Linked DNA regions of Mus musculus: regions 2, 3, 4, 5, 6 and 7 are each linked to region 1. The links are chromatin contacts, called in public Hi-C and promoter capture Hi-C maps. All regions are on one chromosome and are shown on one strand. Each heading gives the region's core, a stretch centred on a gene start, on an enhancer-like site or on the middle of the called end of the contact. The rest is flanking DNA. Distances are from core to core; before and after follow the strand shown.

Evidence for each region. Promoter capture Hi-C pulls out the DNA fragments that hold promoters and counts their contacts. Hi-C and Micro-C count contacts between places; a contact is called where the count stands out from the background.
Region 2: a promoter capture Hi-C map of pre-B cells shows a contact between it and region 1, with 5 times the contacts expected there. The contact joins the promoter of Rfesd here to the promoter of Arrdc3 in region 1. A contact is called at or near these places in 2 of 39 promoter capture datasets (cranial neural crest and pre-B cells) and 1 of 484 Hi-C or Micro-C datasets (CD4 T cells).
Region 3: a contact with region 1 is called in a promoter capture Hi-C map of pre-B cells, with 4 times the contacts expected there. The contact joins the promoter of Ttc37 here to the promoter of Arrdc3 in region 1. A contact is called at or near these places in 3 of 39 promoter capture datasets (cranial neural crest, hippocampal neurons and pre-B cells) and 1 of 484 Hi-C or Micro-C datasets (pre-B cells).
Region 4: a Hi-C map of muscle stem cells shows a contact between it and region 1, with 8 times the contacts expected there. The contact joins the promoter of Rasa1 here to the promoter of Arrdc3 in region 1. A contact is called at or near these places in 1 of 39 promoter capture datasets (pre-B cells), 3 of 484 Hi-C or Micro-C datasets (muscle stem cells, olfactory sensory neurons and rod photoreceptor) and 1 of 115 datasets of contacts at active chromatin or transcription factors (astrocytes).
Region 5: a promoter capture Hi-C map of pre-B cells shows a contact between it and region 1, with 7 times the contacts expected there. The contact joins the promoter of Ccnh here to the promoter of Arrdc3 in region 1. A contact is called at or near these places in 1 of 39 promoter capture datasets (pre-B cells) and 1 of 484 Hi-C or Micro-C datasets (pre-B cells).
Region 6: a contact with region 1 is called in a promoter capture Hi-C map of pre-B cells. The contact joins the promoter of 2210408I21Rik here to the promoter of Arrdc3 in region 1. A contact is called at or near these places in 1 of 39 promoter capture datasets (pre-B cells) and 1 of 484 Hi-C or Micro-C datasets (CD4 T cells).
Region 7: a contact with region 1 is called in a promoter capture Hi-C map of pre-B cells. The contact joins the promoter of A230107N01Rik here to the promoter of Arrdc3 in region 1. A contact is called at or near these places in 3 of 39 promoter capture datasets (the C10 cell line, liver and pre-B cells) and 1 of 484 Hi-C or Micro-C datasets (rod photoreceptor).

The regions. Positions count from the first base shown.
Region 1 is chr13:80,881,534-80,885,148 of GRCm38.p6, forward strand. Arrdc3 (arrestin domain containing 3) reads left to right here and starts at 1,889. Exons shown (of 8, transcript NM_001042591.1): 1 at 1,889-2,396. The coding sequence starts at 2,117.
Region 2 is chr13:76,016,705-76,020,319 of GRCm38.p6, forward strand. Rfesd (Rieske (Fe-S) domain containing) reads right to left here and starts at 1,858. Exons shown (of 4, transcript NM_178916.5): 1 at 817-1,858. It also overlaps the pseudogene Gm4165.
Region 3 is chr13:76,096,806-76,100,420 of GRCm38.p6, forward strand. Ttc37 (tetratricopeptide repeat domain 37) reads left to right here and starts at 1,929. Exons shown (of 44, transcript NM_001081352.2): 1 at 1,929-2,024; 2 at 2,566-2,635. It overlaps Arsk (arylsulfatase K), which reads right to left and starts at 1,855. Exons shown (of 8, transcript NM_029847.4): 1 at 1,569-1,855. The coding sequence starts at 1,703.
Region 4 is chr13:85,287,898-85,291,512 of GRCm38.p6, forward strand. Rasa1 (RAS p21 protein activator 1) reads right to left here and starts at 1,589. Exons shown (of 25, transcript NM_145452.3): 1 at 499-1,589. The coding sequence starts at 1,010.
Region 5 is chr13:85,187,424-85,191,038 of GRCm38.p6, forward strand. Ccnh (cyclin H) reads left to right here and starts at 1,962. Exons shown (of 9, transcript NM_023243.6): 1 at 1,962-2,229; 2 at 3,331-3,453. The coding sequence starts at 2,113.
Region 6 is chr13:77,133,806-77,137,420 of GRCm38.p6, forward strand. 2210408I21Rik (RIKEN cDNA 2210408I21 gene) reads left to right here and starts at 1,731. Exons shown (of 20, transcript NM_001145676.1): 1 at 1,731-1,825. It overlaps Slf1 (SMC5-SMC6 complex localization factor 1), which reads right to left and starts at 1,663. Exons shown (of 21, transcript NM_134071.3): 1 at 1,548-1,663.
Region 7 is chr13:84,220,625-84,224,239 of GRCm38.p6, forward strand. A230107N01Rik (RIKEN cDNA A230107N01 gene) reads right to left here and starts at 1,551. Exons shown (of 2, transcript NR_138587.1): 1 at 1,514-1,551; 2 at 1-1,266. It overlaps Tmem161b (transmembrane protein 161B), which reads left to right and starts at 1,672. Exons shown (of 12, transcript NM_175187.5): 1 at 1,672-1,810. The coding sequence starts at 1,808.

The DNA.
Region 1 (3,615 bases), core at 639-3,138:
TTACAAACTACAAACAATACTAGGATCCTTTTCCATTAAATGCAATTCTCAGGCTCTTACATAGTGATCCTTAATTTTCAGAAATGTGATACAGTTCACAGCACCCACGTAGCCACGTTCACATCTATAACTCCAGTAACAGGGAGTCTGAGGCCACCGATCTTCTGGCTTAACAGGTTCCAGAACACACAATGCGTGCTCTTACATAGATATACATACATAAATAAAATTTAAAAAATAATGTAAATTCTCGTTGTGCCCACTTTTAACTCCACTCCTTGCTCAATCTTCTGTGGTGTCTAATGCTGAAATCCACCTCATACTGAAGGAAACTTGACATTCTAGCAAAGACGTGGCTGTTACCACTAGGGGGAGAAAAACACCAATAGTATTTGTTACCAACCCTTAGCCCAAGGGTTAGACACTTTACCTGGATTATCCACCAGGTGTCAACCAAGAGAAGAAAGTTGCCCCTACCCCCCACCCCGGACCAAATACACAGATGTGTAATTTTATGCATAAAAAGCTAAACTCTTCTTGGCTTTTCCAGTAATTATTCTTCACATAGTTATATTTTAGGTTTTTTTTTTCAGTTCAAGTGTCAAGTTCAATCTAACTAAACATGTAGATTTTTTTTCTTTTTTAAATAAAGAAAACAGCAAGATGAATGTGTTTAGTTTGTTGTGATTCGACCTATCCAGATTTATCATTCAAAAAAAAAATCTAATGTTTAACTATGGACAACCAACCCCCCACATTTTTTGGTTAGGCATAATACAGGATTTTATAACATAGCCCTGTTATGAGGTTATGTTGATTGTTAATGATCTATTACCCCCTAAATCCTGGTGATGTTTATGACTGAGTATTTTACTCAAGGCATTAAAAAAGGAGAAATGTGCCTGTATTTAAAGATGCAGCACGGCAATTAGCATGTTGAATTAAAAGTAAGGCTTAACAAAATTAAGCCTCACTTATATAACAAATCATACTTAAAAACCAAAAACCACCTTATATGCTTTCCTAAGGCTTTTCAGTCTGTTGTAAACAATGTCAGCTAAATGACTATGTTCAAACCGCCTCTTATGAGGTGGTAATTAGGGGTGTGAGCTCTATTCTTATTCCTGATACAGGAGTTGTAATCGAGTCATTCCCTGCAAAAGGAGCAAAAGGTGATGTCTTGAAAAAGGACTTTTTCTCCCTTCGAGGAAGTGGTCAGGCCTACACACTACACAGACAACTTGATTGGGTTTGATGCTGTAGGAGCTGAAGACGGGAGCTGCCTGGAGCATTGTTCTTTGGCTCCTCAGGCCTTGGCTTAGTCCATTGCCACCCAGCCTACAAAGTCCTGCTTGCTTTTGTTATTTCTATCCAAGTCAACAACGCTTTCTTCTATGAACAATATTTGTCTGCTTTTTATTACGTTTCTTTTGAAATTCATTAGCTCAGACTCGGGCCACCAACCGCTTGCCCAACTGGTTTCTCCCCTTCCCCCACGGCTCGCACGTCCTCCGGGTCCGCGGCCCAGGCGCACACTCCTGGCCTGGCGCCGCCGGGTCCCTCTGCTCAGCTCCGGGAGCGCGTGCGGGGCCGGCGCTGCGGCCGCGGCGGGGGTGGCGGGGGTGGCGGGGGTGGCGGGGGTGGCGGGGGTGGCGGGGGTGGCGGGGTGCCCGCCTGCCAATCGCAGCGGCCCATGCACCGAAGTCGGCGGCGCCCGCTCCACACCTACTGTACCGGGAGCGTGCGGCAAGAGCCGGGCGCGCGCCGCGCGGGAGGGAGCGCGCTGGAAGGCTGGCCGCAGTCGCAGCCTGCGCCTGCGCACTAGGGTTGTTTTTCACAAAGCTGCTCTTAAAGTGAGCTGGCAGCCTCCAGCCGCCCGTCTTTGTAAGGAGACCACTGAGACGAGCAGGAGCGTGGAGCAGCGGCTTCTCTGCTGCCCTGACTTTTTAAGAAATCTCAATGAACTATTTGTAGACAATCACTGATCCTGCCTGCATGATTTTTTTTTCTTGCACGGCAAAGACACCCATCAGTGTTAAGTGAAGATCACATCTTATATGCGATCTTGACTTTTTTTTTGGTCTTACATTATATTTTTATAGATTTTGTTATAATCATGGTGCTGGGAAAGGTAAAGAGTTTGACAATAAGCTTTGACTGTCTTAATGACAGTAATGTCCCCGTGTATTCTAGCGGGGACACTGTCTCAGGAAGGGTAAATTTAGAAGTTACCGGGGAGATCAGAGTAAAATCTCTTAAAATTCACGCAAGAGGACATGCGAAAGTACGGTGGACGGAATCAAGAAACGCCGGCTCCAATACTGCCTATACACAGAATTACACTGAAGAAGTAGAATATTTCAACCATAAAGACATCTTAATTGGGCACGAAAGAGGTAAGTTTTTAATTAGTCACTACATTCGACTTCTTTGCATGAGAACTTTAATCTCATTTAGTGCAGTTCTAATCGGCAGTTTGTTAAAGGTTAGCAAACTTAGAAGCTGTAGTTTCTCCTTGACGTTCAAGCGTGTTAAGCCTTAATCCATGCAGGCGTCTGCAAAGTGAGTGCAAACTGCACTTAACTACATCTGTAACCGGCTTCATATCTGCCATACGCACCTTACAACGTGTTTAAATGTGACTCCGTCGTTTTACTAATATTTTCAAATTCATTTGCAAAAGCTGCAGTCCGATATTGGATTTCCTTTATTTTACAATCTTAGATACAGAAATGAGCTCCAATAAAGAACTGTAGTGACATTTAAGAAGGTTGCTAGATGTATCTGATTTTGATATTAACGTGCAAACGACTTTGAGGACTTGATTATTGTTCTTTGATAAAGGGCTTCCATCCCTTATTTTGACATATGGCACCAACACCCCCACGTGTTTTCCCCCTATTTTTCCCAATTCCCTTTAAAATGTACATCAAGCATCGTTTATTTCAAAGAATAATGTCTATCATTATGCAAACTATTAAGTCAGTTTTAGAAGCCATTCGGGGTCAGTGATTTTCTTCTCGGAGCATCATGTCTAACTTTGGAACGTGGATTCAATGAAACCCATGGCAGACAGATGGAATTGAAAAGTATATGACACATCGGATTTGGGTTTGGGGTATAAGACGAAGATTGAAGCATTGTCAAAGGGAGAAGGGGTCCTGAGATTTGCAATCTGTTGTTTAAGTGCCTACATTGTGGAAATACAGGCGACTCCAAGCTTGTTTTTCTAAGTTTCCACCCTTTGTTAGAAGCGGTTCAATCCTGTTTCGGACCAGTTCTGGGGGATGGTGAGGAGGGGCGCTTGTTCTCCTCTCAGCAGATTGGTTACACGCGTCAGGTGGTGGCGATGACTTAATTCCTAGTCCAAGAAGAATATAATGTTAAAACTGGTTATGTAATTTGTTTCTCCTTTCTAATGCAGTATTTTAGTGCAAATACTGGCGACTTTTCAGATAGAGGAATACTTTGTTTTTTTTTAATATCTAAAATGTACATCCTAGGGAGACGTTAATTGAACTTAAGGCAAGTGGGAAATGGAGGATGCTTTAAGTTACACAGAATTAATGTATCGTCTTTTAAATATGAAGGCGAAGCCAATTCTTAGGGTTTACG
Region 2 (3,615 bases), core at 608-3,107, 4.9 Mb before region 1:
GGACTGAACACAGAGTCCTCAATGGAGGAGCTAGAGAAAGGACCCAAGGAGCTGAAGGGGTTTGCAGCCCCATAGGAGAAACAACAATATGAACCAACCAGTATCTCCAGAGCTCCCAGGGACTAAACCACCAACCAAAGAGTACACATGGAGGAACCCATGGCTCCAGCAGCATAAGTAACAGAGGACGGCCTTGTTGAACATCAATGGGAGGAGAGGCCCTTAGTCCTGTGCAGGCTCGATGCCCCAGTGTAGGGGAATGCCGGGGCTGGGAAGCAAGAGTAGGTGGGTTGGTGAACAGTGGGAGGGGGTTTTCAGAAGGTAAACCACGAAAGGGGATAACATTTGAAATTTAAATAAAGAAAATATCTAATAAAAAAGAAATCTCTTGAAGAACAAGAAGGAGAAGGAGAAGCAGCACTGATACTTTCCAGGGAAGCTAATGAACGTCACGTTGAGTTATGAATCCTGCTGCTGTAGTCTTCCTACTAGGAAAAAAATAATGCCTTGGCTCTCCCTCCAAAATCACTGTTTTTAAAGTGCTATAGTGCTGGAGAACATAATTTTTAATACAGTTTTTGACAAAAAAAAATAAAAATAAAAAATGTTCTGTTCTACCATTGTCTTTAAAAATAAAAACTGTTTTGTTGTTCGTAGATCCCTAAAATTAGATTTCTTAAAGTGAGAATTCCATATAAAACTATTTGTTTTAGATAAGTGGATGGCCCCGACAGTTTTAAACACCTTTCTAATGTAGATAATTCATTCAAGTATAAAGTCACTGAAGACAAAAGACATGAAATTAAAGGTACTCACACTCATGTGTCACTCCTCTTGAGCAATGACTCAGGGACTCTTAGAGTGGGGACCTGGCCCACAAATTATCACAGTGCTTATCTCCAGGGTGACACCCTGGCTTTTAGGCTCAGGGAAGGGAAATGCTTTAGTCAGTAGCAGTTTGATGATAATAAATACATTTGACTAGCTACATTTCACTACCGCTTGGACACTTTGCGTGTAAATGTTCATTACTCCTCACAAAATTAAATATCTGTAAGCTCATATGTTGCTTGGTGTAACTTTCGTGTCACTAGCAGCCAGCGATTTATAAAAGAAAAGAAACAAAAAACAAAAAACATGTGGCCTGAAAGAAAATCATCTTGAAAGTCACAAAAACCGTTCGGCAAAAACGTATAGAGAGTTTTATATTCGCAGTGCACACATGTATCGGAAAAGATGGTTCTGAATGTTTATGTAGGAATGCTAATGTACAAGATTGTCTTCACAAATATCTAAAGTAAAACACTTGCCCAATTTAATGAAGCCGTGCAGCTGAGCGAATTACTGCCAATGTCTGGTATTAAAGATGACAAGGCGTTTCACCAGCGTCTGAATCCCGGACTGCTTCCTAAGAGGCCTGTATCATAGGGTGTGCAGAGGACAACCACGTTAAGGCACCTCTACTCTATACAGCTGGGTGCAACCGCAGGAAGCGCAGCAAGGCTGGTAGCCACCCCCATGGCTTTAGCAGTTCTCAAACCAGTTTTATTTGCTAAGAAGACAGGCCGCAGCTGCTAGATTGAGCGGCGCTAGGGACAGCACGGCAACCAGCAGTCGTCCCGACGGCCATCCCAGGAGAATATTTGGGGTGCGTGGGACGTCAGAAGGATTCGCTTTCATAGTTTATGGCACAAGTGCGGAAAAGCCTATTTAAATGGCTGCAGGTCCCGGCTGTGGCCCAACTGTCAAGGCGAACAGTTCACTGAGGCTCTTGCCAATGCCAGTCCACGAGGGTCCAAACGCTCCCTGCTCAGACACCCGAGGACTCGGAACCGCTGCCAGCGGACGCAGGAAGTGCAGGCCCGGGCGGTGTCCGACCGGAAGCAGCAGCGTGCCAGAAATCTCCGCCCCGCTCCCCTCACCCAATTCCCGCACCGCGAGAACCTAACTTACTGTGCTGGGGTCCTCGCCCCGCCCTCAACACCCAGCTCCCGCAGCCCCTGCGTCCTGCGCCTGCGCGACGCGAGTTTGTGAGGAGGCGGGGCAGGGGTCACGTGCTAGGAAGTACTGGCTCCCCTCCCGTCCCTCCATCAGGCTGCTGTCCTGTTTGTGGAATTTTTCTAGCTCTTGTGGGATATGAGTAGGTGCATCATTTTCTTTCTCTTTTCTTTTTTCAAAGAACGATAATCGGACTCACTCTAAATTTATCCAAATTTTAAATGCACTCAGCAATCTCATCCCTAAGCGAAATAATACCTAGAACATGGGAAAACTTTACAGCCATATACTGTATACCCAAAGGTCCAATTCCATACACTACACCATACAGGCTCCCATGTGTAATATGCTCTCTTTAACACAAATAACTCATTGCTTGAGATACAAATAGGTTAAGTATTTGTGTATACCAAAGCTTTTAAAAATTACTAGATTTAAGGGGAGATGGTGTGTTTTCACTTTCAATTTCTCTTTCAGTGTTACATTAAGAGCAACACAATAAGAACTCCCCATACTTATGCTCAGAGGTGCAAGCTAAATGAGTCTTACTGGTTTGCAAGCATTCTCTGTAAACTGGCACGTGGCAAGCTCTTATAGAGCCCACAACCCGGGCTGAAGTTGATCACTTGAACCCAAGTGTTGGGCAGCACAGACACCCTGCTTTAAAAAAAGAAAAAAGAAAAAAGAGGCCAGCAAGATGATTCATGGAGTAAGGGTGCTTGTAAACGGGACAGCCTGAGTTGTAGCCCAGAGCTCATTTAATGATGTAGGAACTGACTTAACAAACTATGCTGTAGCATGCATGTCCCTGCTCACACAGAATAATAAGGATTTTTTAAAATTAATGATCCTTTGATTCAATAGCTCATAATCTTGGCTAGGCTTTAGATCTGCCTAGGAATTAAAACAAACAAAACCAAAAAACAATAACAAAGCAACTTTGCCCAGTATACCAGATCAATGAAGTAAAAATCTTAGAAAGGATTCAATATATATTTTTGTTTTTTAATTTCTGAAAGCTTTTCATTTTTTCCCTCCCAGAAAGACCAACTGCAATCAGAGGGAGTGAAAGGTCAAGATTTTATTCATAACAAAATCAGCTTAGAACTGGATCACTTGGCCCTTTCTCTTCTTGTCGCCTCACAATTCAAAATGCTCACATCTCTTAATAGCCAGCATCCTCTTAGATCTGCAGTTGGGCTCAATGCACTCCAGTCTCAGCACAATCTTCTTTGTAGAAGCCTTTTTGCGGAAAATAGGCTTAGTTTGTCCACCATAGTCACTTTGTTTCCTGTCATAACGCTGCTTACAAAGAATCCTTGTCCTTCTTGTACTGTGTCACCTTGTGGGGTTGGTCCTTTCCATATTTCTTACAGAATATCTGGTGGACCCTAGGCATGTTCATCATGTTCACAGGATCACTAACTTCCAAAATTATTACACTGTGAATCCAAAATTGGACGTTGAAATCTGTATTTAACATACTAACACAGTGATTTCAGTGCCCCAAAGGACTGGGGACCTGAGACTCAGGGGTCTTGTTCACTTATCCTGGTGTGTTGCATACATTTTTTTTCTTTCAAGACAAAGTTTTGCTGTGTTATCCAGGTTGATCTC
Region 3 (3,615 bases), core at 679-3,178, 4.8 Mb before region 1:
TTTCTAGGTCCAGTCACACTGTAACAAGCATGAGTTTTGGATTTCTTTTCTGGTTGCTGAATAATACTACCAAATTCCATCTATACACTTACCAGTACATGGCTATCTAGGTTGTTTTAACTTCTCATCTTCTAGAATAATCCTGTCATGTAGAAGCTTTGGTGCAGACTATGTTTTCATTTCTCTTGGACACAAACACAAGCATACATATCTAGGAATAGAATTGCTGCATTGCATAGTAACTCTATAGTTAGTCACTGTAAAAACTGTCAAATGGTTTTCCAAGGTGGCCACACCACTTTACAAAGCATCTCAACAGCCGTGTATGAGGTTTCTAATTCCTCCATATTCTCATTAACTCTGGTTATTGTTTATGGTGTGTGTGTGTGTGTGTGTGTGTGTGTGTACTAAAGAACTGACATATTAACTGTAAAAAACAACAGGCCAAGCACAACAGTTTCATACTCTGATCATATTTACCTCCACATTCCCTCCTCCCCACCCTTGGCTCTTCCCATATCATCTCACATGACTTCCTCCTATTTTTATGCCTTTTGATTCTGGCTATCCTTATGGGGATCAATTGGTTTGAGCTACATTTCCCTAATGATTAATGAATCTAAGCTTCTTATGATGGGCTTATTGGCTATCTGTGTATATTCTGTGTAGGAATGTCTTTTCAAATCCTTGGCTCATTTTAAATTGCCTAAACCAAGATTATGACAATTTACACTTCCATTGTCTTGAAGGAGTTTTATAGCCTTAGCTTTTACATTTAAATCATTGACTAACTTTTGTTTTTACACATGGTGGAAGGCAGGACCCAATTTTGTTCCTTTCCATGTATATATTTACTTTTCCAGCACTACTTGTTTATAAGACTATTTCTGGACTCTTAATTCTACTCTACTGGTCTGAATATTTATTGTTCTGCATGTAAAGTACTATTGTGGCTATTGTAGCTTTACCATTAGTTTTGAAATTAAAAGCTTTTTTTTTTTTTTTTTAAATCAGTCTTCTTTTTCATGTTTTTTTCCCCTTCCCAATTCGAGGTCCTTTCACTTTCCATATGAATTTAAATCAAATTTAAGGTGATGCATACACAAATAACTTCTTTAAATCAGTGCTAACACAAGTATAGAATGTCTAGATTAGTGGTTCTCAGCCTTTCTATGCTGCAACAGTTTAATACAGTTCCTCATATTATGGTGACTCTCCCAACCATACGATTATTTTTGTTGTCACTTCATAACTGTAATTTTGTTAGGTATGAGTTGTAATGTAAATATCTGATATTTCCGATGGTCTTAGGTGACTTCTGCAAAAGGTGACTCGACCTCTCCCAAGGGATCGAGAGCCACAGGTTGAGAATTGCTGGTCTAGTGAATAAAGTTCAAGGAGCAAAGCCCAGGAGTTAGAGACTGGCTTCTTTCTACTACTTTATTAGTATGCACATGCGTGCTTGCAGGTGTGCGCATGCGGGACCTCTCAACCCCAGGGTCCTGTTCCCTGTGATGTTTCTCCACAGGCTCTGGGCGGTGTCTGCTCCCCGTCCTTTGGGTACTTACGAAGGAGTCACTGGCGACCAGCACCACGTTGGGCGCCTGGTTCACTTGCATCCTTTTCTTCTGTGTTCTGGGGGCCGGTGCTGCGAGTGCTAACGCTGCGACCACCGACACCAACAGCAACAGCATCGCGGGCATGGCCGTTCAGAAGCGGCTGCTGAGCGGGTCTCCTGTAGCCTGCTCTCCAGTCATGAGCAGGGGCCGGACTCTAGGGACAAGACTAGAAGTTTGGCTTACAAATACAGAAGTAAATATGAGCGGCACCTAGAAACTACACCTCCCATCAGGCCAAGGGCAGGCGCATGCGCAAAAACCAATCGCGCTCAGCCCATGTGAAGACCGTTTTAATCAAATTTCGAGCTAATGATAGCTCTGCCAGTTCCTCTCACTCAAGCGATGTCTGGGGAAGCGCGCATGCGTTGTTCAGACTTGTACTTTGTGGCAGTCCCACATGCCCAGGTGGGTTCTGATCGCTTCGGTTTTGGCAGAAGTTGAAATCTAAAGGCAGTAGAAGTGGTATTTAGGGGGAGAAAATACTGAGCATGAGCGTGATGTTACGGGCTGTCTTCCTTTTGTGCGGGGCTGAATGTTCGCTGACAAAGTGAACTTGGCGGTGATGAGGTGGCAGTGATTCTGTCACTTGAATTGGATTGGGTTGTGCCTATATGGGACTTTAGGCTAGGTCACCTCGTGTGTGGTCTGGGTAGTGGTGTGGATTTCTGCTGCGTTCCGGAACCCTAGTCAGGAAGCCCCCCTCATCGTATTTCCTCCGTTTGCCGACCTGTAAGGATTATGCTCATGTGGGTTGAAGAGCGGGCCTAATAAGTTTCAGGTTCCAGATACGGAACAGCTTGGCTGTTCTTTGTCTTTGGAGTAGCAATAGGGACCGGTTCTAAAAGGTACAGATGTGGACTGTGTGAAGTGTGCGGTTAATTGATGTATGCTCGGAGTAACATTGTTGGGTATAGAATAATCAGCTGTTCCTTTTTTTGATTGCTAGATTCCTTTGGAGAATTCTGGAAGAAGCACGTTTCTATTTTCAAGTCAAATTATTCACTGATAAGTTTCAGGTATATATAATTGTACATTACACCACTTGTGTTGATTTTCTGGCAGGAAAAGGAGGAGTAATGCTATTTATTTAAAATCTCAACTCTCATATCTGGCAGCCTTGTGTACAGATTAATTGTAATAAAACACCTTACACATCTAATACAGAGCGGTATGTGTTTAGTGTCTGTTAAGCTTTACTGTATATTTACTGTGTAGCATGCTTTACGTGGAATGTACTCCTTAATCTTCACTTAGACTACTTTACAGATGCGAAAACAGAGAGGTTAAATAACTTTTCAATAGCTTATCTAAGTAGATTACCTCCTAAACAGGGCACACTCCCCAGAATTGTGTTGAGTAAATTTGGAATGTAGGACATACTTTACAGAAACAATATCAACTGGTGCTTAGTTTTATAAAAATTACATTTGGTATTCTTTTTTTTTTTTTTTTTTTGCATAGTAATGATTCGTTGAACACAGATGATCCTTGAAGGCTCTGTTTCTGCAGGCCCTTGTTCTGAGGACAGAGCACATCCTTTTCTTCTTTCTGTAATTGCGGTGTCAGTGAGAGCAGGCGCTGTAGCAGGTTGGTGGAATAGGTATTTTAGGGACGCAGTTTCAAAGGGCTGCTAGAACCTAAGAGGTTTCTAGTACTTTTCATCAGACACGAAGTGGGGCATATAAAGGTCCTCCCTGCTAGCTTGTCCAGCCCATACTTCACCTTCCCTGGTGGGAAAACTTCCACTGAGCAGCTCGTTCTATACTCGTGGAGGTTTAAGTATTAAAAGTTCTGATTTAGAGCTGAAGACAGTCTTCTGCTTTTAGCTACTCATTAATTCATTGTGCTTTGATATTACACTGATAAAAGCCTGCCTTCCTGTTTCTTCTCCAATAGTAGTCTTCTCAGTCCTGCTAACTAGTCTTCAGCTAGTTATTGCTTTACTGCAGGTTGCTTCACTTCTTTTTGTTTTCTCCTGGAATCTTAACCTTTTAAA
Region 4 (3,615 bases), core at 339-2,838, 4.4 Mb after region 1:
GCAACGCTTCCAGCAGACATTAAGTAGGAGTTTGCAGCTGCAGTAAAAACAAAACATTCTGACCTATGAATTTGCAACTTACATTAATATAGTCATTTAAATACTTGTACTCAACGCCTCTGACTTCAGCAGGGAGCACTGGAGTTACAATAGACAGCGGTTGCCTTTATAGTGCCAAGTTCTGCTGAATCCCGGACACTATCTCAATTAGGAAGGGGCAGAACCATATCCGGTTCCCACTGAATACAGTTTCCCATGCTTCCCATCTTAAAAACTTTTACGTCTTCCCAAAAGAGCAATAAACATACGAAGACGCCAGGAAGAGTGCCTGTAGGGGAAAATGACTGATCAAATTAAATCCCTATATATGGAACCTGAAACTTCAAAACTTGTCAAACAAATCACAGCGGCAGGAGCACGGTATGTGTCGTTGCCCCTTCTTTCCCACTTCTTACACGGAGCCAGCTTCCACAATCCCTCAACAGCAGTTTGACTTACTGGTTAGTGGGAGGTGCGGTCAGCGGTATGGCCACCTCTTCCTCTTCGTATTCTGGTCCATCCAGGGAGTCACCTTCATCCACGGTCCCCAAACCGGAGCCCAAAGGGGGCAGCTGAGGAGGCGGCGGCAGAGGAGGGAATCCGCCGCCCGGCCCGAGCGTCTCAGCAGGCAAAGACAGAGTCCCCTTGGTGAAAGCGACGTCTCCCGCAGGTCCGGCGGCCGCAGCACCAGCCACGCCAGCAGCAGCACTGCCGGTCAGCGCGGCGCCCCCCAAGACACCGGCCACCGGCCCGGTCCCCAGGAACCCGGACCCCGACGCGGCTCCGCCACCGAGGGCCGCAACCAAGTCGGCGTCCGCCAGCCCGGGACACGGGGCGGCTGCCACCGGCAGGGCCGCGGGTAACTTGACCCGGCACGCTGCCGAGTAGGCGCTGGAGCCCGTGGCCGCGCCGCCGCCGGGGCCCGCCGTCGCAGGGCCGCCTTCCTCACTGCCCGCCTCGGCCGCCATCATGTTGAAGCCCGCTCTCCTCTAGCTACCCTGCCGCCCGGGAGCCCCGGGGGCCAGCAGGCCCGGGCTGCGAGCCGCCCCACCCAGGCGCGTCCCCCTTCAGCTCTCCAGGCAGAGGAAACAACAACAAAAGGAGAGCGCCCGCCGCCGCGCCCCCTCCCCGGGCCACAGCCCCAAGCTCCGCGGCTGCTGGCTGGCTTACGGGAAGCGACGCGGGCAAAAAACCCAGCGCCTGCAGAAACGCTAGGCAAACCTCGCCGCGCACACCCACACTCACGCGCACACATGCACAGGGGCGCCAAACTTCCTGGCTACGCTAAAGAGGAAGGGAAGCCCGCTGCAGCGGCTGAGGCAGCGCCGCCTCGGCCGCCGCCGCCGCCGCGCCTCAACGCCCGGGTTCCGGCCGCCCCCACCGCAGCCACCAGTGGGGCTGCCTATGCCAGAGCCACCGTAGCCTCATCTCCGCCGGCTGGAGTCGGGAGCAGTGGGCGGGGCCGAGGAAGGGGGCGGGCCCGCAGAGCCCGACTCCGCTGCGGGCTACCTGCGGCTCTCCGGAGCGAAACCCGGGAGAGAAAGAAGGGCGGGGCCGGGAAGAAGGGAGGGGCGGAGCGGGGGCTTCTGCGCAGGCGCCTTCCGGGAGCGCGTCCGGACAGAGGAGAAGGAAAAGCAGCCTGGGCAGGAAGCGGCGGGCGCGCGCGGAGGCGTGGCACAGCTTCCCACTGAAGGGTGCGGGACGTGTGGTGCGGCCGTCCCTCCACGCCACCGGGCTCGGTGCAGGCCTACCTCTCACGGCTTTGTTTACAGGGAGAGAAGGAAGATAGCTCATCTCCAGGCCCGAGGGACTGGAGGGACGAGGGGGCGATGAGAAGGAAAGGATGACGCCAGGAAGTCCATTCACTGCTTTGTAACTTGTAGAAAAATGGCCTTAGCTGCCCGTACAGTCGGCAACAAAAATCAAAACAGTATTCATAGTTTATTCCTTTCCGTCGCATGCTATAAATCACCGTATAACTTAGGTGAAATAATTTAAGCCTAGATCCTTGGACCTGAGAAAACAACGGTTGAAAGAAGCCATGGAGAGTATGAAGGTAGAAGTCAATGCTACCATTATATACATAAGTTCTCTTCACCGAATGTCTCCCTCACATGTTTGGCTGTCAGAGAAGGAATGTAGTATTTAGAGGAAAAGTGCCACCGAAGTCATAAACCAATATATTTTGTCCTAGTTTGTATGCAAAAATCTGCAACACATACCAAAGACACACTACATGTCTAAACTTTGACAGATCAATGTCACCCTTTATGAACCCTAGGAAAAAGTTTTATTTCCCGTACTTGTGTGTATATATAAATTCATAAACACATACTCAACTGTTAGAATTATCTTTTCATGTTCCCTGGGGATAGGTTCCAGGGGCCTGTTGAGTTACAAAATTATTATCTTAAATAATTTGGGCACATTTTCCCATTTACACAGTAAATCATCTCTAGCTTATCCACAACTCTTAATATAATCTAAATATCATTTATTTTGTTATTATTAGAATAATGACAAAAATTTATGCAGGTGGAATTTTTTCCAGATATTTTTGTATGTGGCACCCTTGAATCTATAGTTTGCTAATATGAAAGCAGATAGTATATAAGCAGCCATTCATATAGAGAGATCATGCTGGTTGCTTGAAATTTATCCGTGTTAGAAATTTGCCCTTTAGGGTTCATGTACTGTACTAGCTTTTCTGTTCTCCCTGGAAAGTGTCACATTGAATGCAACTGATTATTGATAATACTTTCTCTATTAAGTTTGACCAAGCTAACTTGCTGAGAATAGCAAGAGGCTGAGATAGAATACCAGGGAAAGAGGGAAGGAGTACCATTAAGGGAAATGACAAAGTACAGACAGGACATTTCCATATTCCTGTATACCCAATCTATAACAATCAAACTGATTTCAACAGTAGTAGTGCTTGCCTCTTGTGCAAAGTGTCAGCTGAGAAAGTGAAAGTAAATTGTATAAGGGAGCTAGAAGTCAGCGTTAAACTGACCAATTAGGTGTAAAAGAAATTTTTATCTGAGAATTTCTGAATCAGAAAATGCACCATTTGTGTTTAAATGAGTCCTTCCAGTGATTTTTGACACACTTAATTTGAGTACTACTGTGCTATAACATAGTATACTAATTAAGGAGGCAATATACAGAAACTTGAAAAGCTGTAAAAAGAACAGGTATCATTCATTCGGTGGATGGGTAAAATGTGGGTATTGGTTTGCTAAGGTCTGTATTCTAAACCAGCTAGCAAAGGAGAACAAAATGAAGCAGATTCATAATCGCTAAAATCAAAACGAAATGCTGCTTCTTACAGCAGCCTCCTTAGAGCAGATTTTCTTTTAAATGTACTCTAAAGTCCCAACTACTGTTTAGTTCATGAGCCACAAGTGCAACACCCCAACTTCATATCAACCATCCGAGTTAGAATTCAGGTCTTTGAAATGACTGTTTGGTTATCTATCACCACCTCTATTTATCAATCTTCTCAATTTTTTCTATGCCCTGTTCCTGAAAATTCAGGTCAGGCTCCCAATTCCAATCACAAACTTGCCTTCTCCT
Region 5 (3,615 bases), core at 712-3,211, 4.3 Mb after region 1:
CAAATGTTTTCCCCTTTCCAGGTCTCCCCATTCGGAACCCACCTATCACATCCCCCCCTTCTCCTGTCTCTATAAAGGTGCTCTTCTACCCACCCACCCACCCACCCACTCCTGTCTTCTCATCCTCACATTCCCCTACATTGTGACAACCCAGATGTCCCTCAACAGAGGAATGAATATGGAAAATGTGGTACATTTACACAATGGAGTACTACTCAGATACTAAAAACGATGAGTTCATGAAATTCTTAGGCAAATGGATAGAACTTGAAAATATCATCCTGAGTGAGGTAACTCAGTCACAAAAGAACATACAAGGTATGTACTCACTGATAAGTGTATATTAGCCCAAAAGTTTAGAATAACCAAGATTCATTTCACAGACCATAGGAAGCCTAAGAAGAAGGAAGACCAAAATGTGGATGCTTCAGTGCTTCTTAGAAGGGTGAACAAATTACTCACAGAAGGAAATATGTAGACAAAGTGTGGAGAAAGACTGAAGGGAATGCCATCGAGATAGAGACTGACTGACTTGGGGATACATCACATATACAGCCAGCAAACCCAGCCCCTATTGTGAGTGCTGGGAAGTGCTTGCTGATGAAAGCCTGATATGGCTGTCTCCTGAGATGCTCTTCCAGAGGCAGATGCTTGCAGCCAACCACTGGACTTAGCTCAGGGGTCCCCTGTGGAGGAGTTGGAGAAAGGACTGAAGGAGCTGATGGGGGGTTGCAGCCCCATGGAGGGAGCAAGTGTCAACAGGCCAGACCTCCTGGAGCTCCTGGGGACTGGACCACCAACTAAAGAGTACACATTGATTGACCCACGGTGCTGGCCTCATATGTGGCAGAGGACGGTCTTGCAGGTAACTTTAGTGAAGTACATAAAACCTTTCTTTGAAGACCAAGAGGCAATAAATGCTCTGTAAAGCCAGATCTTTGATTACAACTCTTGGATTACAAGTTATATTGGTGCTCAAAAAACTTAGTCTGTCTACAAATAGTACATAGCACAGTTTAAGAACTGCTGTACAAAGACATTTGTGTTTATTTTTTTAAAAAGCACTGAAAAATTTCCAGTTAATAATTTATGTCTTGGTGGTGTCCAATGAAACAGTAGTATCTTTGTCATTGAGCTGTTAATTTACTTGTTCCTTTTCTAGGAAGACTAGAATGCATTTTGTTTGAATAATCTCCAATTAGATGCAGCAAAATGTGGCCTAAAGATTATGTAAAGAGGGCATTGATGCATGGCTGTGTTTCCAGAATTTGAGAGGCTTAGGCAGGAGGATCATAAATTTGAAACCACCATGAACTAAATATGGATTTCTAGTATATAATGAGACAATAAGGAGCTGAGAAAGGCAGGAAAAATGAGAGGAAACTCTACTGCACAAATTATGGCAGTGGGGGGATTGCTTTGTGCTCTCCCTGTTGGTATCAGGACCTCTGAAACTCGTGACATCATGTAGGCGAGACCCACAGACCTGTTGCCAAGACAATAGCCACCATATTCCCAGAATCCATTGTGCTCACCTCCCACTTTTACCTATAACCACGTCACCATCCATATATATACATACATACATATATATGTGTGTGTGTGTGTGTATGTGTGGTTAAGAGCACTGACTGTGTCATCCATATGAACTGGGTTCAATTCCCAGCACCCACAGGGCAGTTCATAACTGTCTGAAACTCCCATTCCAAGGGATCTGAAGCTGTCACACAGATATACATTCAGGCAAAACACCAATGGGCATAAAATAAAAATAAAAAATAAAGAAATGAAGGCTTATGGTTCTTTGTGCCCAGGCGTCCTCTGGAACCTGGATCCCTGCGGCCACGCCCACTTTCTGACCCTCCTGGGTCACGCCCTTCAGACTCCTCCCCAAAGCCTGGGAGCCCCGAGGCTCCGCCCTCCCTCGTTGCGGAACACCTCCCACCGGCTCCGGAAACTCCAGAGCAGACGCTGGCACGTGACCGGGACGTCACGCACGCGTCCGCGGTCTGGGCGGGGGCGGGGGTTCGCGCGTTGGCCGTCGCTCGTGGTCGCTGTCTCTCGGAGTGTCGCTGTTTTTGTCGCGGCCCTGCGGCCCGTGAGGGCTACAGCATGTATCACAGCAGCAGCCAGAAACGGCACTGGACCTTCGCTAGCGAGGAGCAGCTGGCGCGCCTGCGGGCGGACGCCAACCGCAAATTCAAGTGCAAAGCTGTGGCTAACGGGAAGGTGAGGTCCCCGCGAGCCAGCCCCTGTGCCCACCCTAAACCTGGGACCTCTCCTGAAGTCCCGCTTTGCCTGCAGGCTGGAAGCCTGTAGAGCGCTCGCCTGGCTGTGTCAGTGCAGACAGGGACTGACGCGACAGCCAAGTCCGGGGCTGGCGGTGGCAGAGGTCTGAGTGACATCCTGGGGACTGGCAAGAGCCTTGGAAGAGTGCGGACTTAGTGCGGGACTCGAACTGGTCACTTGTCCTGCAGGATGTCACGACAAATCATTCTCTGTAGATGGCAGGAGGGAGGGCACACACATAGGCTGGTGTCTAGTGGAAAGTCAGACTGGCAGGCAAGTGCCTGGAGTGCTGGTGGTCACTCATGGATGAAGCTGTACCTCTGCAGCAGTGGTTGAAGAACGTGCACAAGCAACTTTGTAAGCGGAAGTGTAAGGCGGTTGAAATTCTTGCCAAAACTGAAAGGAACTTTTCAAAGACTTGAAATGGGGGGATGATGGCTTGTTGGATCTGCTTTCCAGAAACAACCTTCACACAGAAGGTTGTACAAGGAAAGAAAATAGTTGACACAAGTAATGCGTGTTCTATGGGCCTCTATCCAGGTCTTCCTACAACTCTCCCATTCATTTCTGTGTACGGCCCTGGATAACTTTATAGTAGCTTCTACAAATTTCAGGCAAATAAAATTTGTACCAACAAAACAGGTAGACAATGAACTGAGTTATTTTAATTTTGGTGACATATGGATTTACTGCAAAAGCTACTTTGGGAGAGTTCCAACCCATGAAAATATGTATTTTTTTTTTAATTTACAAATAATGGTATCAAACCTGGGAGTGAATTGACACATACTCTGTCATGACTGTTTAAAAATGTCCAGCTGACAGTTTGAGAACTTGTAAAATGAAAGCCTAGATTCAGTTTATTGATTTTTGCTTATTCTTCTCCTAGATATTTTGCTTGATGCTTAGTAAACTTAACAAAGAGAGAAAGCTTCAGGTCTATTTTTTGTTGGTGGTATAAGTCCAATTTAAGCAGGACAGATAAGACGGTCTTACAATGAATTCACTGACCTTACATTGAAATGTCTGCTCTGTCTAAAGGTTCTTCCAAATGATCCAGTGTTTCTGGAGCCTCATGAAGAATTGACACTTTGCAAGTACTATGAAAAAAGATTATTGGAATTCTGTTCAGTGTTTAAACCAGCTATGCCACGGTCTGTTGTGGTAAGTGATGGGAGAGAAGAATATGCTTGTTAGCTGGCTTGAGAGAATTGAACTAGACTTTTCCCTTCTTTTTCCTCCATAATTTTTTTTTCACATTATATCCCAATAGCACACCACCTCTTCTCATTCCTGCCGTTTGCAAATTCTTCTGACCAATACTCC
Region 6 (3,615 bases), core at 481-2,980, 3.7 Mb before region 1:
TTACTTTCCTATTGATAAAAGTTTCTATTTTTCTCTCTCAAAACAGATTTGGATCAATTATTGAAAATTTTCATGCATATTATTAAAATAATATATTTTAAATTTCAAAATAATCTTGTTGGAATCGCTTAAAAAGAACAGGTGATGTTCGACTTAAGTTCTGAAAGTATTCAGTCTCCTTTAGCCTTATGATTTTAACCTATGGAGAACTGAATTTATTCTTTACCTGGTTTTTAAAACAGTGGAAATTTGTAGAATAATACAGCCAAGAAACAAACTGAAAATACTATTTAATTAGTAAGCCTATACTATTGGTTTCCTAAAAATCAAAGAGGCAGCCATGGAAATTGTGAATGCATGGAATGGAATTTTAACTGCTCTTTATTTTGATTATGAAAAGGAATTACAACAGACTACTGTTTCATACACCAACATGATCTAAGCTTTCTGCTTTACAAAAGCAAAAATATTCTAAATCATATCATTGATTTTCACCCAAGTCAATGAAGCATGAGAAAAATCTCGACTAAGAAAACAGGTCTAACTGAAGTTTAGTTGCTTATTGAAGACTGTCTCACATTAAGATATATCTAAACATTTGAGTGTTTCAACATCCTAGGTCGTGAAATTCTTAATGTTACCTTACAAATAATCAAATTTCTTCTCACACAAATCTACCCAAATGATCAAGCTATGTTTTGAACACCTAGAATAAACAAGAATCATTCCATTCACAGCAACAGCTTGAAAACCAATATAAGACCTGGGTCGTGATTGAATTCAAGTCATTTCCAATGTTTCAAAGGAATTTTTTCTCTTATTTATTTATCTATTTTCCTCTGTAGAGGATAGTCATTTTTCACAAAAGAGCTTGGGGAATTGAAAATCAATTTCGATCAACCACAGGTCCCAAATCCCGATTTGGAGTATTAAGGTAAATGAGTATCAATTTAGCCAGACCTTGAAAACGCAATACATTTCTGTCACTTAGAGTTGTCCTGGTGCTCAGGAACCCCAGGAACACAAACCCTTCCTTTAGGAGAGGTGCTCGCGCGCTGCTGTTCAAAGCCTACAATACCGCTGAGATAAAAAGCTCATTTTCATTTCGGTGTGAAAAACAATTCTACTCGAGAGAAAGAATGTCTCGTTTTTCATCTTAATGAAAGGCAGGCCCTGGGAATCCCTGCCACCTTCATGGAAGCTAAGGTTTGTAGGCATCCAAGAACTGGCACGGGGTGAGGCGTCCTAGGCGGTTCTATGGAAACGGGAGACGCGAGCGGCCTAGCGCCCGGAGCCCCGGCAGCGGGCAGCGGCCTGGGCGCGCTGCGGGGCTCGCCAGGGACCTGTCTGCCCAGAAGGGCCGGGCAGGCCGAGATCGGAGGGCCCGGCCATCGGCACGGGCGCGGGCCCCGAGTTCACCTTGAAGGAACCAAGGCTGTGAAAGCACGAGCGCCAAGCGCCTCCGCGGCCCAGAGAGGACGGCCGGGAAGTCAGAGGCGCTGCCTGAGAACGCGGTAAATGGCGTCTTCCGAGCTGAGGCGCTTTACCTTCCCGGCCGAAGCTTCTGGGCTGGTTTCGTCTTGCGAAGCTGCCGGTGGTGGCGGTAGGGGCGACGACTACCACCGTAGGACTCCCTGCTCCAATAAACTAGGTTCTAGGAAACAATTTCCCGCCGCGCGCTCGGCGTTCCCGGAAGCAGTTTACCAGTTCCGGGTGGTTGTCAGTGACGCTCTCGAGCGGTCGCCAGGGCTGCCTGAGATGCCGACTATTTGGTTCTGGCCAGCGCGTCAGGCCCTTGCAGGATCAGCGCCATAGACGGAGATTGGTAAGTGACTTTTCCCTCTCTTCCCGGTGTTTTCGGCCTGCCAGCTACCTGCCGAATGTGGATAGGACCGAGAAGTGAGCAGACAGAAGTTGGCCCCCTAAATCCCCATCCTTTCCTCTGGTGCCTGATCCTCCTTGAGGCTGGAGAAGGCCCTGGGATCCGGCTCACTGTCTTCATTCGCTTGACTTACCTCCAACGTGGAAGTCGATCTTAGCCGAAGACAACTGGTTCTGTGCAGTGTTTCTACCCTGTCTATTCGCAGGGTTTGGTCTCCCTGTTTCTTGAAAGTTACATTATGTACCCTTTACTGAATACTGTTAAAATAGTTGGGGGTTCACTTGGGAGGGCAAGCAGGCAGCTGAAGACGGCGGCTTTTGCATGCATTCAGAATGGGACATTCCTGATTTTCAATTAATTGAACTTTTCTCCTTCAGTTTTAATTAAAAATGGCTTCTGTTTTTGTTTTTTTTGTTTTTTGTTTTTTTTCTGCTATGCATTACTGAGACGCTATCATTCCTATAACGGTATGCATCAGCTTTAGATACACGTTTTATGTTGTGGAAATCATTGATTAGAATCAGGTACACTTTCAGTAAGGAATGTTCTGACTTTACTATGAACTCACTGCGAATAGTTCAGGATAATTTTGGGTGGGGATTTGGAGTTACCCAGAGGAGTTGTAAAGAGAAATTGCTTTTGACAAATGTCTAGTTCGAGGAAAGATGCTCATTTATTCAAAGACGCAAAAAGTGTTACTCTTTCTTGACCAATGCAGTTTCCTCGGGGGAGTTCACTCATCCTCTTATTATTTGTTGATCACCTTTTCCCATTTCTCCAAATCAGTCAATCTCAAAAGACGTCTAGAGTGTACCATAAATTAAAATATAATATTAGGACTAGAGAGATGGTACACTGATTAAGAGCTCTCTGCTCTTCCAGAGGTCACTAATTCAATTCCCAGCACCCACATGGCAGCTCACAACTATCTGTAACTCTAGTAACATGAGATTCAGTGACCTCTTCGGGTGTGCAGGTATACATGCAGATGAAACACCATGTACATAAAATATATGCATAAACAAATCTTTTTAAAAAGAAAAATGTCATATATTCAATTAAAGGGACCTGAAGCATCAGACAAGCGCCCCTTTGCCTTTTGAGAGTAAAACTATATTTAGAAAAGCATGTTGATCTTTTTAACTGCCTGTTTGATTAATCACTGAACTTTTATAGTTTCTGAATGATGCAAATATTGTCACCTTATGATTTTTTTAACTTATATCTTAAACAGTTATAAATACTTTCAGGGAGATTTTATGTTCGTCACGCATAGCAACTAGCTTTAAAAAAAAAAGCACTGTTCTTATTTGTGCCTTGGATTCATATAGCACTTCATGAATGCTCACAGGTGTCTCTGCCTTCTGCCTAGCAGTTTATATTCACTATTTAATGTTTACAAAAGAAAAATCCTGTCTCTTTGCATACATTTTATAGTGCAACTGAGAGGTCGTAACATATACGTATAAAATTGTCATGACTGAGATTCCAGTCTTCCTGATTCTGGAACTTAGCTCTTTACTGTATTTACCTATCATGGTGACATGTGATTGTAATTCCAGTGTTTGGGAAATGGGACATTGGGAGTTCTTTTTTTCTTTTTTACACTCCATATTTTATTCCTCCCTTGCCCAATCCACCCTCCGACTGTTCCACATCTCATATCTCCTCTCCACCCCCTGTCTCCTCGTGGATGCCTCCAGCCCCCACCCCACCTGACCCCTAAACTCCCT
Region 7 (3,615 bases), core at 301-2,800, 3.3 Mb after region 1:
TTTTTAATAGGACAAAAAGACTTGATACAGTTGTAAATGTAAACATATACACACTATGTGAAACTAAAGTATTTTAACCAAGGATTGTTAATCAATGCGCCATGTACAAAATAGAGAATATAGAATCTGACAGTCTATTGAAAGTAATAAGGTAGTAAAAACTGATTTCTTGTTTTTCCTCTGGCAGGAATGGATTCTATCCTGCTAATAATTCCTATCCTACTGTCATATAGGAGAAGATGTTTTCTGATCCTTAACAAGGCTGCCAGGTTTAGGACAGATGGAAGACCCACTGTGTCACAAGTGAAAGACAAGACTTCACAGAATGTGATGTCACTGACAGGCTGATAGGCACTCGCCACCTCCATCTTTTCTTTCTCAAGGATAGCAATGGCTTCCCCCAGATACAGGAGCGGTCAACCGGAGTCCTTCTTTACTATACTGCAGTTGCCCTGGGGCCTGTCTATTAACAGGCTTGTTTCTATAAAGCAGTAACAGAACCCTTGGGGAAGTTCTCAGTTTCACAAACTATTCCTCAAGGCTATTGGTCTCGGAGTAGCTTCTCTCATTTCTTATAATTTCTCTATCACCTGTCACCCTATCTCCCCCCACCATTAAAAATTAACATAATGTATAAACTTTGTTTCTGTATCCTTTTGAAACAGCACCAATCTAACATCTCTAGGTAGCTCAGGATTGTTTCCCAGGGTCCTTGGGCCAGTTAGAGGTTGAACATCATAGCTGTTTCATAGTTGCAAGTTTGTGCAACCTTGACTGCTGAAGATGAATTTCCTCCCCAGTTCTGACTCCACAAGAGAACCACATTATGGTAAAAGGTATCTCACGGAGAAGGGTGAGATAAGCATGTTTCCATAAGGATCGTTAAACGGTGTGATAATTTCTGGGCCAAAGATGCTCTGTGTCCTTATTTCAAACTTACCTCTATGGTTAACCCTCATCACAATATAAAGGCAAGTTCACTGGTACAGATTTGGAAGGAGGGAGGTGTCATAAAGCATAAATGTGTGTGTATTTATGTATGTATGTATATGAGAATGTTGTAAGGCCCTTTTTGTTCATATTGGTATTAAGTAGGTAGGAAATGTCCATACTGAATTTTCTTCTTAGCTCCTCTGCTCTTTGTAGATATCCTCTGGCTTGAGCTGGCGTCTGTGAAGAGCAAAGAACTTCTAAAGGTCACATTCCATTGACCTAAGAGAGGAAGGTGCTTGGACAGCATGAATTTTTAACTGAGATTCCAAGGTACTGCGTAAGGAAAGCGGACAGAAAAGAGGCTGGCTGAGCTAAACAATTTCTGAATGATCTCAGCATGAATACAGCCAAGAAGGTTCTTTACCCTCAATAAACCGTCAGAGTACGAGGGCTACACCCACCCAGCTGATCCCTGCAGCAGCACAAACCGACCACCAGCGCCCGCGAAAAATACCGCACCTACCTAGGAATCCTGCGGGCATGCCGCCCCGCCCCGCCCTGCCCCGCCCCGCCCACCTACCTGTGCGCCTGCGCCCCTGCGTTCTCAAGGTCAGCCCCGCCCCCCGCCCTAGCCTCACACCCACGGAAGTGGCTTTAGAGAACGCCTTGCGGCTCCTCCTCTCTGCGTGGCGTGGGGTCGCTGGCGGTCCGGAGAGGGAGGAACTTCCTGTCCCATGCGGGCAGGACTTCCGGCCGAGCCGGAAGACCTTTCCCTTCGCGGTTTCGAGAGCTCCGTTTTGCAGAACCTGAAGGGGAGATTCTGGACGGTCCCGGGGACTCTAGACTGTCTGTCCCACGACCTGTTCTTGGCGTTATGGTGAGTCTTGTGAGGATGAGAGTGACAACCTTCAGGAGGAAAGGACAGGGAGGTCAGTCTGTGAAAGGAGCCGGTTGATGTCCCTGCTGGGAATGGAACCTGCTGGAGCGTTGGGATGAACCGCTGGCAGGACCCCAACCTTCCCAGAGTGCGCGCGGCCGCCGCCGGGGTTCCAGACAGCCGAGGGACCTGTGGGGTTGGAGAGGGGCGGGTCTGTCGGAGTACCCAGTCTAAGGAGTCTGCCCTCGCGTGTGTCCTGTGGCGCCAGGTGGCCCACTGATGACCTTGCTCTACCCACCACGTTGTCCCTGCCACCTTTTCCCGCCGCAGGCTTTTGGCTGAGATTTTAAGGACGCAGCAGTGCCTTTTTGCACGCTTGCCTGTCTCCTTGGAGACAAGCAACGCCGAGGCACTTAAGACAAAATTGGCTTCTCTTAACACTCAACTAGAGCAGAACTGAAAATCAATGTCACTTTTAAAGAAAATGTCCAGGTTGAGTCCCAACAGATTTAACTTGAAAGGAAAAATTTGTAATTTCCTATTGTACATCTCTATCGAAGGAGGGAGCACAGCTTGAGCCATATTATTTGCAAGTGTCTTAAAGGTTAGGTGAGAAGGATACGTAAACATAAAAAGAACCTGGTGTGAGAGATTGGAGGGAAAGGAGTAACCGAAGGGTGTTTTACCGTGAGGCCAGTCATTCTCAGAGTTCTCTGCTGTTTTAGTCTGAAAGGACAAGGTTCAGGGACTTGTACAAAGAACGTCTTAATCAACTGTAGATAAGAAGCAATGGGTGCTGACTGATCACACAGTTCAGGAGTTAATTGATGAAATGAATGGGATTTCGAAACATCTAAGTTTGGCTTTATTGGGGGACTATGAGAGGAAGGCAGGTGGTTGTGTAGGGGCTGGTGACTGCAGTCAACTACTTCCTGGAACATAAAAGGATTTAAAAAAGATAGTTGCTATTTCCAAGGTCCTAGGGTTCTGGTAAAGTTGAACAGGCAATCAGCCACATGAACGATTTCAAACCATCTGCAGAGACTTCTATCTTGGGTTCAAGCTTTAGTTGACTATGCTGCTGCCTTTTTATGTAGACCACACTGCCCTCTGATTCAGAGATCTGTCTGCCTCTGCTTCCCAAGTGCTGGGATCAAATGCATATGCCACTACTCCCAGTTTGGCCATGCCCCTTTTTTCAGGATTAATATTGCTGTTTTGTATGACTTACTAGAGAATAAAAAAATCACCTGGTTCCAGTTGCAAACTACCAGGTGACTTGTTTCTTTTAATGTTTTTGTTTGTTTGTTTGTTTGTTTTAGTGTTTTGAACCTCTGAATAGTATGGCTTAGATTCCTTAAGAGAGTTCTGTTTTCATTTGAGATAGTGAAATTAGAGAGGGAACGTTAGAACTAGAAGGAATTAAAGTCTAGCAACCTCCCCATCTCTTCAAATTTTACAGAAGGAAGAATGTGGAGTTTAGAAGCAGGCAGTGTTATACCTGAGGTGAGGTCTAATAAACTTGGTCTTGTCTAGGAAGTTGACACTAGTATCTAAATAAAATGATTAAATACACGATAGTCACAGGGAAGCTGAATTAGAGTGTGTTCTCTGCATCCAGAGAGCCACAGAACCATTCTGGCCGCTCTAAGGAAGTAGATATATTTTCAGCTAATCTCTTGGTGACACTTCACAATGTGGGGCCTGGTTGTCCCCATTGTGACATTGATCTGTCTTGTTTTTGAGTTAGTTACTTGACTAAAGTTAAAGTTGTTCACCGCTATGAAGTTGATGTTTGTGTATGG